Regions from separate parts of the Mus musculus genome. Here region 2 is linked to region 1. Evidence: chromatin contacts called from public Hi-C data. All regions are on one chromosome and are shown on one strand. The core of a region is the stretch at or near the end of the contact, and the rest is flanking DNA. Distances in the headings are between cores, read along the strand shown.

The links. Hi-C and Micro-C count contacts between places; a contact is called where the count stands out from the background.
Region 2: a Hi-C map of liver shows a contact between it and region 1, with 4 times the contacts expected there. The contact joins the enhancer-like site here to the promoter of Adipoq in region 1. A contact is called at or near these places in 5 of 39 promoter capture datasets (epiblast stem cells, liver, macrophages and 1 more), 1 of 15 datasets of contacts at CTCF or cohesin (the NIH/3T3 cell line), 13 of 484 Hi-C or Micro-C datasets (the CH12 cell line, the HPC-7 cell line, bone marrow-derived dendritic cells and 5 more), 4 of 115 datasets of contacts at active chromatin or transcription factors (the SCID.adh cell line, embryonic fibroblasts, embryonic stem cells and 1 more) and 1 of 9 other capture datasets (adipose tissue).

What each region holds. Positions count from the first base shown.
Region 1 is chr16:23,144,959-23,150,000 of GRCm38.p6, reverse strand. It overlaps Adipoq (adiponectin, C1Q and collagen domain containing), which reads right to left and starts at 3,465. Exons shown (of 3, transcript NM_009605.5): 1 at 3,360-3,465.
Region 2 is chr16:23,193,599-23,198,611 of GRCm38.p6, reverse strand. The region is part of intron 2 of C730014E05Rik (RIKEN cDNA C730014E05 gene); the gene reads right to left. It also overlaps the pseudogene Gm15746. Among named protein-coding and RNA genes, the nearest start is that of C730014E05Rik, 21 kb to the right of the region's middle. Within about 2 kb of position 2,756, at least 26 of the 459 cell types and tissues checked have an H3K27ac peak or open chromatin away from gene starts, as enhancers often do. A contact at or near this core is called in liver, where this site is marked.

The DNA of each region.
Region 1 (5,042 bases), core at 2,216-4,715:
TGACTTAGGGGTGAGGAACTGGGGCTGCTGGGTGCTTGAGTGATAATCTAGATCCAACAGAACCCGTGGAAGTAGAGTCCTGGCTAGATAACCTCTGGCACAGACGGGGAAGAGAAACATACTACCGTCACATACCCTGCCTTTTAGTACCCTTCCCCATGGGGAAAGGGTGAGAGACCAGAGACTGTCAATCCAATGGCCTAGCTTGCCAGCCCCCTCCTCATTCTGCCCCTATTTGCCTCCCTGGCTTTATGCTCTTTGCCTAGAAATGTGATTTCACAATAATATCATAAGACCCAGTTGGCAGAAAGTGCGGAGTAGTTTACAAACTTACAAAATACCGTACACGTTTGTGAGAGAAGGAAAGTAAACAAATATTAACGTATCAACCCACTGTGGACAGCTGCTGAGTTTCACTTCACTCACACAGCCTTAAGGGGAAGACCGACAGCTGAGACATCTGGGAGAGGGAAAGGTTTGGTCATTTCTGCCAAAATAAGAAGCAACCAGGTAGGACCAGGCGTGGTGGTGCACACCTTTAATCCCAGCACTTGGAAGGCAGAGGCAGGCTGATCGATGTGACTTTGAGGCCAGCCTGGTCGATAGAGAGAGCTCTGCTATTTGTTATACAGAGAAACCCTGTCTCAAAATGTTTAAAAAATGAACATGTCATCCAATGACCCACTGGCCTTCCTAGCAAACCACACATGAGTTATGCAGAGGGATGGCTGCATGTTTCAGGACCACTGTATAGTGAAGGGGATGTGAAATTCCTCTTTGACCTGCTGGCATTTTAGCACCAACATCCAGAATCTTGTGAAATTCAAGACTGGAGTTTCCTCTGGGACTGGCAGAGATTAGGCTACAAGGAGAGAGAGAAGAGGTCAACGCCCCCAGCCAGTAAAGACAACAAAACACAGAGAAATGCCAGAGCCAAAAGCAACTCCAGGACCTCCCATCCTTGCTTGTAGAAACAGAAAGACTGAGTGCATTTCCTACATCCTCATGGAAGCGCTCTGTGTGCTGGACACCTGGCCTGTTGGTTGTTTTCACCTTCACTCATGAAGTGGTACCCGAGGGTAGAGCTCAGTGGAGGGGCATTTGCCCAATGTGTATGAAGCCCTAAGCTCAAACCTCAGAAGCACACAATAAACAAGCAAAACCAGATAAAAATTAAGTTAATATTTGTAATTTCACAATGGCACAACCCAATCATAAATGGCTGTGCCAGGAGCTCAGGCACCTCTGTCTAGCTCCTAAGATTATCTGGAAGGTGTCACTCAGCCTTTGGAAAGTCGGTAGCATTCTCATGTCCGGTATATATGTGTGCACACACTTGTACACTCTCAAGAAACCAGCAAAGCAGAGCATCCCTCCATGAAGCTTGTAGGGCGAGCTCCTGATTGAAGCCTTTGCTTTCCAAAAGATAGCACCTCCTGACTTTAGCAGAGCACATGGGGACTACCGGTCCTCTGAGTTGACAAGCAGCTGGAATGTTTATCTCTGTAACCTCCTTGGAAAATGACAAAAATGAGGGCTAAGGAGAACGCACTTCCTGGGCAAGGATGACAGCCTGAATTCAACCCCTGGATCTCCCATAAAAAGCAAGATGCGGTGGCGATCACAGTCTCCTGAGGCTGACGGTGGGTGGACGAGCAGAAGAAACAAGAGAGGAGGAAAGGGACGACTCCCAAAAGTTACCCTCTCACCTCCATGTGCCTGCCATAGAATGAGCGTGTCTGCACACATTAGACTCTTGTGTGTGCTTGCACATTCTCTCTCAAGAAAGCACTAATACACACACACACACACACACACACACACACACACACACACACGCATGCACGCAAGCACGCACGCACTTGCACAAATAAAATTTTAAGTGCTTGGGAGATGGCTGTGTTGATTAGTGCTTTCTGCAGATGCATGAGGACCTGAATTTAGATCCCTAGAATTCATGTCAAAAGCTGTCACCTTTAACCCTGACACTGGGGTAGGGGATGACAGAGACAAGAATATCCCTAGAGATCAATGACCTCAGTCTGGCCTTCTTCGTCACGCTCCAGGTTCTGAGAGACCTTGTCTCAAAAAAATAAGGCAGAGATTAAGAAAGACACCTCATATGGAGAGACCCCTCTGGCTTCCACATACACATGCACACAGGATCACACACACAAGGCTAGAAGCAAGCCCTGTGCCTTGTAAGATTCCTCGAAACACAGGGAGAGAGGCATCAAGGATTTCTCACTAAGCCTTGGGAACCAAACTGCTCCAAGAACCAAGATGCACTCTCACGCCCCTCTGGCCTGCTCCACCTGCCCTCTTGTCCACAGAATGACTCTGATCAAATTCTCTGCCATCCTTTTGAATGACATCACAGGGGGAGTGAGGTGGCTCCTCTTGTGAGGCTTGATTCAGAACCCATTCTCAGCATGCACTTGCTCCCTGCACTTGGGAGCCAGGGAGGCAGGTGGATCCCTGTGAGTTCAGTGATGGCCTGGTCTTTATAAATTCCAAGCCAGTCAGGAATATATAGTGACACCCAGTCTCAAAAACAAAATTTCTTCAGACGAGGGACTTACGTATCATGACACACAAGAGGCTGCCTTGACTTCCAAACCCCTCCCTCCTTCATCTCCTCTACCTCCATGGTTCCGATGCTGTGTTCATGGAGCAAGAATTAGGTTTAACAACGACAAAGCAGGTGCAGTGCCTCTGTCAGAAAATATCTTTCAAAATGAGGCTTTCTGTCCAGATTGCCACTATTTTCCAGGTTCTCACCACTTTGTGTCACCCAATCCCCTAAAATGTCTCTATGCAGACAGATGTCCCCAACTCCTCCGAGCACACCCATGTTTTCACTCACAGCCCTGACAAAGTGTTCTACAGCGCATGCTCCGTGCATATCTGCTCAGTAGAACTAAGTGATAGAGACAGATCCTACAGTCTGACCTCAACTGGACTTCCTCGGGCTGCCCTCTCTGCCTGCTTCTCCTGTCACTGTAACTCTTAAAGCCGAGAAGCAACAGATCCCACTTTCCAACAGAGTCTCATCTGTGGATCGACCCTCCTACCTCACTATCTCCAGGTTCTTTTTGCAGTGGGCATCCTGCCATCAAATGAACAGGGCAAACTTCCGGTTAGGCTCAAGCTTGTGGACCGAAAGGTTATTGTTTCTTTCTTAGAGCTTTGAAGAGTTAAAGAAAAGCCCCAAAGCTTATCTGCCCCAACCATGTTTCCAAGGCCTGAGTTTTCTCAACATCTACCTTCACACTGCTGCAGAGAGCAAAATCTGAACACAGCCCAAGTGGGATTCTGCATTCATACCCAGCCAGCCGAGAATATAGAATTGTTCTTACCTTTTGGTGTCGTCAGATCCACTGACAATCGTACAGACAGAAATGAGGAGAAAGTGGCCAGGTCTCATTAGTCTGGTACTCATGGGGACAGGCAGACCCCAGCTTACCATTGGCCAACCCAGTCAAGGCCAATAGCCAATGAGTGGGCCCCTTGCTCCTGGCAGCTGCCTTAAGACTCCTTAGGGAACCTGGTTTAATCCAGCTTGGGTCTGGGAAGCCAAGTAGAGCTTCTGTCAAGCCATCCTGTTTCCAGGCTTTGGCCATTCTCTACCAGAGCAAGAGATGGGGCAAGGGTAAGGACAATAATTCAGCATGTTTCTGAGTGCAATGAAAATTATCCTCAAGTAAAATGATTGTTCAGGGGTCAGGAGACCTCCCTTTCCCATAAGTTTGTCCTGGAGAGTCAACAACACTAATTGTCACATGATACTCCCACTCTTTCTTTGTAACTAAATGTGAAGCTGTGTGGTTCAGGCATTACTATTTCAGTAAGAATGAAGAGGGGCTGTACTAGAATAAAAAATAGATGGACTGCAGGCATGGCTCAGTGGTTAAGAGCACTGGCTATTCTTCCAGAGGTCCTGAGTTCAATTCCCAGCACCCACAGTAATTCCATGGGATCCGCTGCCTTCTTTTGGTGTGCAAATATGCATGCAGCCAAAATACCCATATACATAAACAAATCTTTAAGCAATAGAAGGTGTGCTCCACTTGCTAGACCGGATCCCATACTGAGAAAAGACCATGTAGATGAATTCTGAGGGCTGTTGTACAGGAAGGTTCCTGGTGGGGTGTGAAGCAAGTTCAGGGGTCCAAATTCTAAAATCTGTGGTCCCTACATAATTCAAGCCCAGTGTCACAGAACACTTACCTTGACATTGGAGAACCATGTTCTAAGATTTTTCTGGGTAAGTTTCAAGCTAGTTTTTTAGAAACTCATTTTCTGTGAGTAGATAAACCTCAGTTTCCAGACTCCTTAAGTATATACCTTTTCTATCTATTATTAGCTCTGGGCTAACAGCCAACTGCAACTAGCAGTCACCACTCACTAAACTGCTCCTAAAAGGCTTGCAGTTGGCAAGGCAATACCTTGGGAGCCTCTCGGCGGACTCACATCTTATTTTTGAAAGACCAGAGCTGATTCTCGGGAGCACAAAGCTTTTGAATTAAATCGTGAATCCAAAAAGAACTCTGGATGCCAGCAGCTGCTCCAATAAGACACTCAGAGCTAGACTGCTCCCAGGCAAAGGCTGGCCAAGCATCTGCTTCCTCCAACTGCCACCTTCCACTGGCCACACAGAGCCTAAGAGTCATGCTTTTACTAGTGGATAGGACCAGCAGTGTCAACCCACCAAGGAAGGAGAGCCAAAATATGATCTTCCATCTTGTCTTCCTGTTAATGCACTGATGTTTCTAGAGAAATCACGTTAGGTCATGAAGATTAAGGACACAAGCTCATTTCCAAGGGCTGTTAGTTGTGACCCCATGGCCCTGGACACTTCCCAAGCAAACTGTATGAAGCAAAGGAGAGAGAAGAACTACAGCAACTCAAAGCTGTATCACTCTCTATCTTTCCCTTAGCGTTTTGCTTACTTTGTGTGTGTGTGTTGTTGTTGTTGCTGTTGTTGCATTTTCTTACTTATTTTGTATGTGTGTTACTGTCTTTCGCTTCTTACTGGAATG
Region 2 (5,013 bases), core at 1,507-4,006, 49 kb before region 1:
ATATAGAAATCAGAATGTTAATCCCTAAAAATAACTACTGTTATATTTTGCAGGAAATTTTTTCAGAGATCCTCCTAAACATATACTATGAATATTCCAACACACACAAATTATATAAATATATAGATATATAGTAGAGATAGATAGGTAGATAGATGATAGGTAGGTAGATAGATAGATAGATAGATAGATAGATAGATAGATAGATAATAGTTATCACTGAGTATGGATATGGTTTGGATGTGTTCCTCAATAGTTCTAAGTATTTGAAATTTCTTCCAGAACGTATATTTAGGAGTAGACTAGGAGTTGGGCATGGTAACCCACCACTGTAACCTCAGCATTTAGAAGTTGAAGAGGGGAAATCATCAGGAGGCCAATCTGAGCTACACAGGAAGATCCTGTCTCAAAACAACAAGTAAAGCTTGTTGGAGAGCCACTGTCCCCAAGCCCAGACCATGCTGCCATCCCCAAAGGTTCAAAGTCCAAGATGGCAACTCTCAAGGACCAATTGATCATGAATCTTAAGGAAGAATAGCCACCACCCTGCTCCCCCCCCAACAAGATTATACATATATTGTTGGGGTCTACGCTGTTGGCATGCCTTGTGCCATCAGTATCTTAATGAAGGATTTGGCAGGTGAGCTTGCCCTCGTTGATGTCATGGAAGACAAAATAAAGAGAGAGATGATGGATGTCCAACTTTGCAGCCTTTTTGCAGAACACGGAAAATAGACTCTTGCAAAGACTTTAATGTGACTGCAAACTCCAAGTGGTCATTGTCACAATATGGATGGGGGTGGAGAGGTAGGGGTATGGGGGGCTAAGGGTGAGAGTAAGCATGGGGGATGGGGCATCAGAATAAGGGAGAGAGCCAGCTCAACTTGGTCCAACAAAACATGAACCTCTTCAAGTTCTTCATTGCCAACGTTGTGAACTACAATCCAAACTGCAAGCTGCTTGTAGCTTCAAACCCAGGGTATTTCTTGACTTATGTGGCTTGGAAAATAAGTGCCTTTCCTTAAAACTGAGTTATCAGAAGTGGTCACAGTCGGAATTCAGCTGGGTCCCATTACCTGATGGGACAAAGGCTGGAAGTTCATCCGGTGGGCTGTTATGGATGAGTTCTAGGGAAACATGGACCCTCTGCTGTGCCTGCGTGGAGTGGCATGAATGTTGCCTGTGTCTCCCTGGACTCGGCATTGCTGCAGACAAGGAGCAGTGGAAGGAGTGGGCACAAACAGGTGGCTGACAGTGCCTATGAGGCGATCAAACTGAAAGGTTATGTATGTGCTGGGCCACTGGACTCTCTGTAGCAGACTTGGCCAAGAGCAAAAGGAAGAATCCTAGACAGGTGCCTTCTATTTCCACCATGATTAAGGGTCTCTATGGAGTAAAGAATGCGGTCTTTCTCAGCGCCCTCTATCCTAGGACTAAATGGAATCTTGGATGTTGTGATGGTGACTCCTGAAGAGGAGGCCCACCTGAAGAAGAGTGAAGCTATGCTCTGGGGGATCCAGACAGCAATCCTAGCACTTCACTGTCTAGGTTGCAGCAGGATCTCTATGGAGACCACACACTGTCTCCTCCTCTGAGCTGTGGTTAGTGCGGTTGTGTTAAGGTGGCCCAGAGAAAACCTCACTTCTCACAGCTTTTAAGGTAGCCTGCGGAAAACCTCAGTTCCTATTACTTTACCTTGACGCTACAGTGGTACTTGTGTAGCGGTAACCTGGTTACTGTGACAGTCCCACTGTCCCCAAGTCACACTGCCAACTGTGTGCAGGCTTCAATTATCCCGTGAGCCTGGTTGTGTCGCTGTGCTGCAAACCCTGGCCAAACATGCCTAAGCCAATGAGTTCCCAATTAGTCACATCCCAGCTCCAGTGTGTAAATGCATTATGCATCTCCTGTTCATAACTGCTCTAAAGGATGTCATTTTGTGTATTATATGTCTCTGTGGTGTACATTGCAATATTCTGTAAAAAGTAATATCTACAAATGGATGATACAAACAACTACCTAAATGGTCAAGCCAATGAAAACACCAAATGAACCTTGAACAGAGAGAGGGGGGGGAATTTAGTGGAATTTAACTAATGTTTAATTGGGGCAGCCAGGGCCTGGGATATATTTCTTGATGCAGCCCTGCTGGCTCAGAATGTCCTGAAAGCTATCCCTGCTTATTCACTTTTTCCAGGAAAAGGTTTTGAGTGTGTGGGCATGGTTACACCCTGGAGTTTTCAGTGGTTGGCAATGGATATGGTCTTGCCTGTACTGGTTTCTGCCCAGTTGTGTTAATCACAATTATAGTGCCTCTGTCCATGAGAATCTTGTTCACCCCATCTTGACACTTCACTTCAGTCACAATCGTCTTTGTCAACCCACAAACTTTCACATCTTTCTGCTTTGAATTTTCGCTACAGTTCTCACTAAGTGCGGTGATCAGTAACCGTAAATGCTGTGCTGTCTTGTCTCTGTCAAACAATTTATTGCGTTTCTTGATACTCAGCCTCATTCAAGTTTTTTTTTTAATGTGGCAGAATACAAACCAGAATTATTTGCCAAAATAGCATAATAATGGCTTTGATCTAAGTTCCCTGTTCTTTTCTGAAACTTTCTGATCCTGGCGTTCACTCTCCACATTTCTCTCTGCATTCTGGTCTTCAAAACTCACAACCGGATCATCACCTTATACGACCCACCCAGCACTCTGGAGCTTTTCCTGTGTGTAGCTCCAAACTCTTTCACATTCACTCCACCAACCAGTTCCAAAGACCAAGAACCCACACAGTCAGGTTTGTTGGCGCAACAAGCCCACAGTTACTTCTTTCATCACTGAGAATACAAAAGAGGAAGCATGCTAAACATCAGTCTTTATCTTTCTTTGCTTACTGACTGCAGATTCAAATCGAACAACTGTTTCCCATGCCTGCTCTCAAGACTTACCTGCCATGACGGCCTGCTCCCTCAAACGCTAAGCCCAAGCTAACCCTTCCTTAAGCTGCTTTGCCAAGCGTATTTTTGTCACAGCAAAGAGAGACATAGAGTGGCTACCGCGGCATGAGCTGTTTCCCTGGGTCGCTTGATTTGGTTTATATATTTGAGATTGTTGTGTGCCACTACAATGCTGATTTTATTATGATGGCTGAGTAGTGTGATTTGATATCAGGTATCTTGTTGACTCTAGCGTTGTTCTTTCTGTTAAGGGTTTCTGTGGCTCTTTAAGATCCTTAATTGTAAAATTATTACTTCTAGTTATGGGAGGAGCATCATTAGGATTGCACGGAGTCTTTAGATAACTTTCAGTCATAAAACCATTTTCACAATGTCAGATCAATTCTGGCCATTCAAGAGCTAGGAAAGCCTTCTATTTTTTAACGTTTTTTGTTTTTTTGTTTGTTTGTTTGTTTGTCTGCCTGGTTTTGTTTTTTGGGGTTTTTTTTTTTTTTTGGCTTGTTTTGTTTTGTTTGTTGAGAAAGGTTTTTTTTTTTTTTTTTCTGTATAGCCTTAGCTGTCCTGGAACTCTCTCTATAGACCAGGCTGGACCTGAACTCACAGAGATCCACCTGCCTCTGCTTCCCAATACTGGGATCAAAGGTGTGCACCACCACCACTCAGCCTGTGTGCTTTTTCTATTTATTTTTTTCTATATCATAAAGTTTCATTGTAAACAGTTTTCATTTTACCTCCACAGTTAGGCTTATTCTTTACTTTAACCTCTTGTGGATGGGAATTTTTCTGATTTCTTTCTTGAAATGTCTATTATTGACATATGGAAAAACTACTGAGCTTGCTAACTAGATTTTTGTACCCTCTTACTTTGCTGAAAGTAGCTAGCAGGCCTGAGAGTTTTCTCATAGAGTTGGGGTTTTTTGTTTGCTTTTTTGTTTTGTTTTGTTTTTGTTTTCTTTTTTAACTATAGGCTTACATAATTTGCAAATATGAGTAATTTGACTTCTTACTTTCCTATTTGTCTCTTTTTGTTTCTCTCTCCCTTCCTCCCTCTCCCTCCCTCCCTCCCTCCCTCCTTCTCTCTCTCTCTCTCTCTCTCTCTCTCTCTCTCTCTCTCTCTCTCACACACACACACACACACACACACTGTCCTAGCTAAGACTTCAAGTACTAAATTGTACAAGAGTGAAGTGGGGGCAGCCTTTCTTCCAGGTTTTCAAGGAGTAGTCTCCTCATTTAGTCTAGCAGCCATGAGCTTGTTCTGCACATCCCTTATTATGTTATGTTTTTCATTGCTACTCTCTTCGGGGAAGAGAAAGGTTTGGTAGAATTGCACAGTCGCTGTTGGAAGACTTCCCATGACTGTTCAATCTCATTGATCATTAAGGATCTGTTTGTCTGGTTTTATCTTTTTAATGTAATTGTTATAGATCATATGTGTCTAGGAATTAATCAGTCTATTTCTTTTATACTGTACAGTGTCTGGGAATATAAGCTTTGGGATATATCCTCATGATTCTCCATATTGTATTAGAATCAATAGACTGGCCCCCTTCACCTCTAATTGTATTAATTTGGGTCTTTTTATTAGTTTAGCCATGTGTTTGTCAATCTTATTTGATTTTTCTTTTAAAAAAACTAAACAAACAAAAAGCAAAAAGACAAAACCAAAAAACCTTTCTGCATTGTCTTTGCACTGTCTCCATTTCAGTCATCTTACCCTGATCATTGCTGCTTCCTGATGCCTATTGTTTTGGGGTTTGGATTTTTCTTGTTTTTCCAAGGCCTTGAGGTATATCCATAGGTTATTTGCTTGTTATTCTAAATGAAATTTTAAATATCACTTTCTGATATTTTAAATAAATGAAACATTTTAATTTTCTCTCTGCTTTTTTTTTCCAGTGAAGCAGTAATTGCTAAGGAATGTAAGGTTCAGATAGATGCAAGAGTTCTCAACAAAATACTTGCAAATTGAATTCGAGAGAAATCAAGATCATACGCCATGAACAGGTTAATTTCATCTCAGTAAGGGGAGATTCATTCAACATTCGCAAATCAATT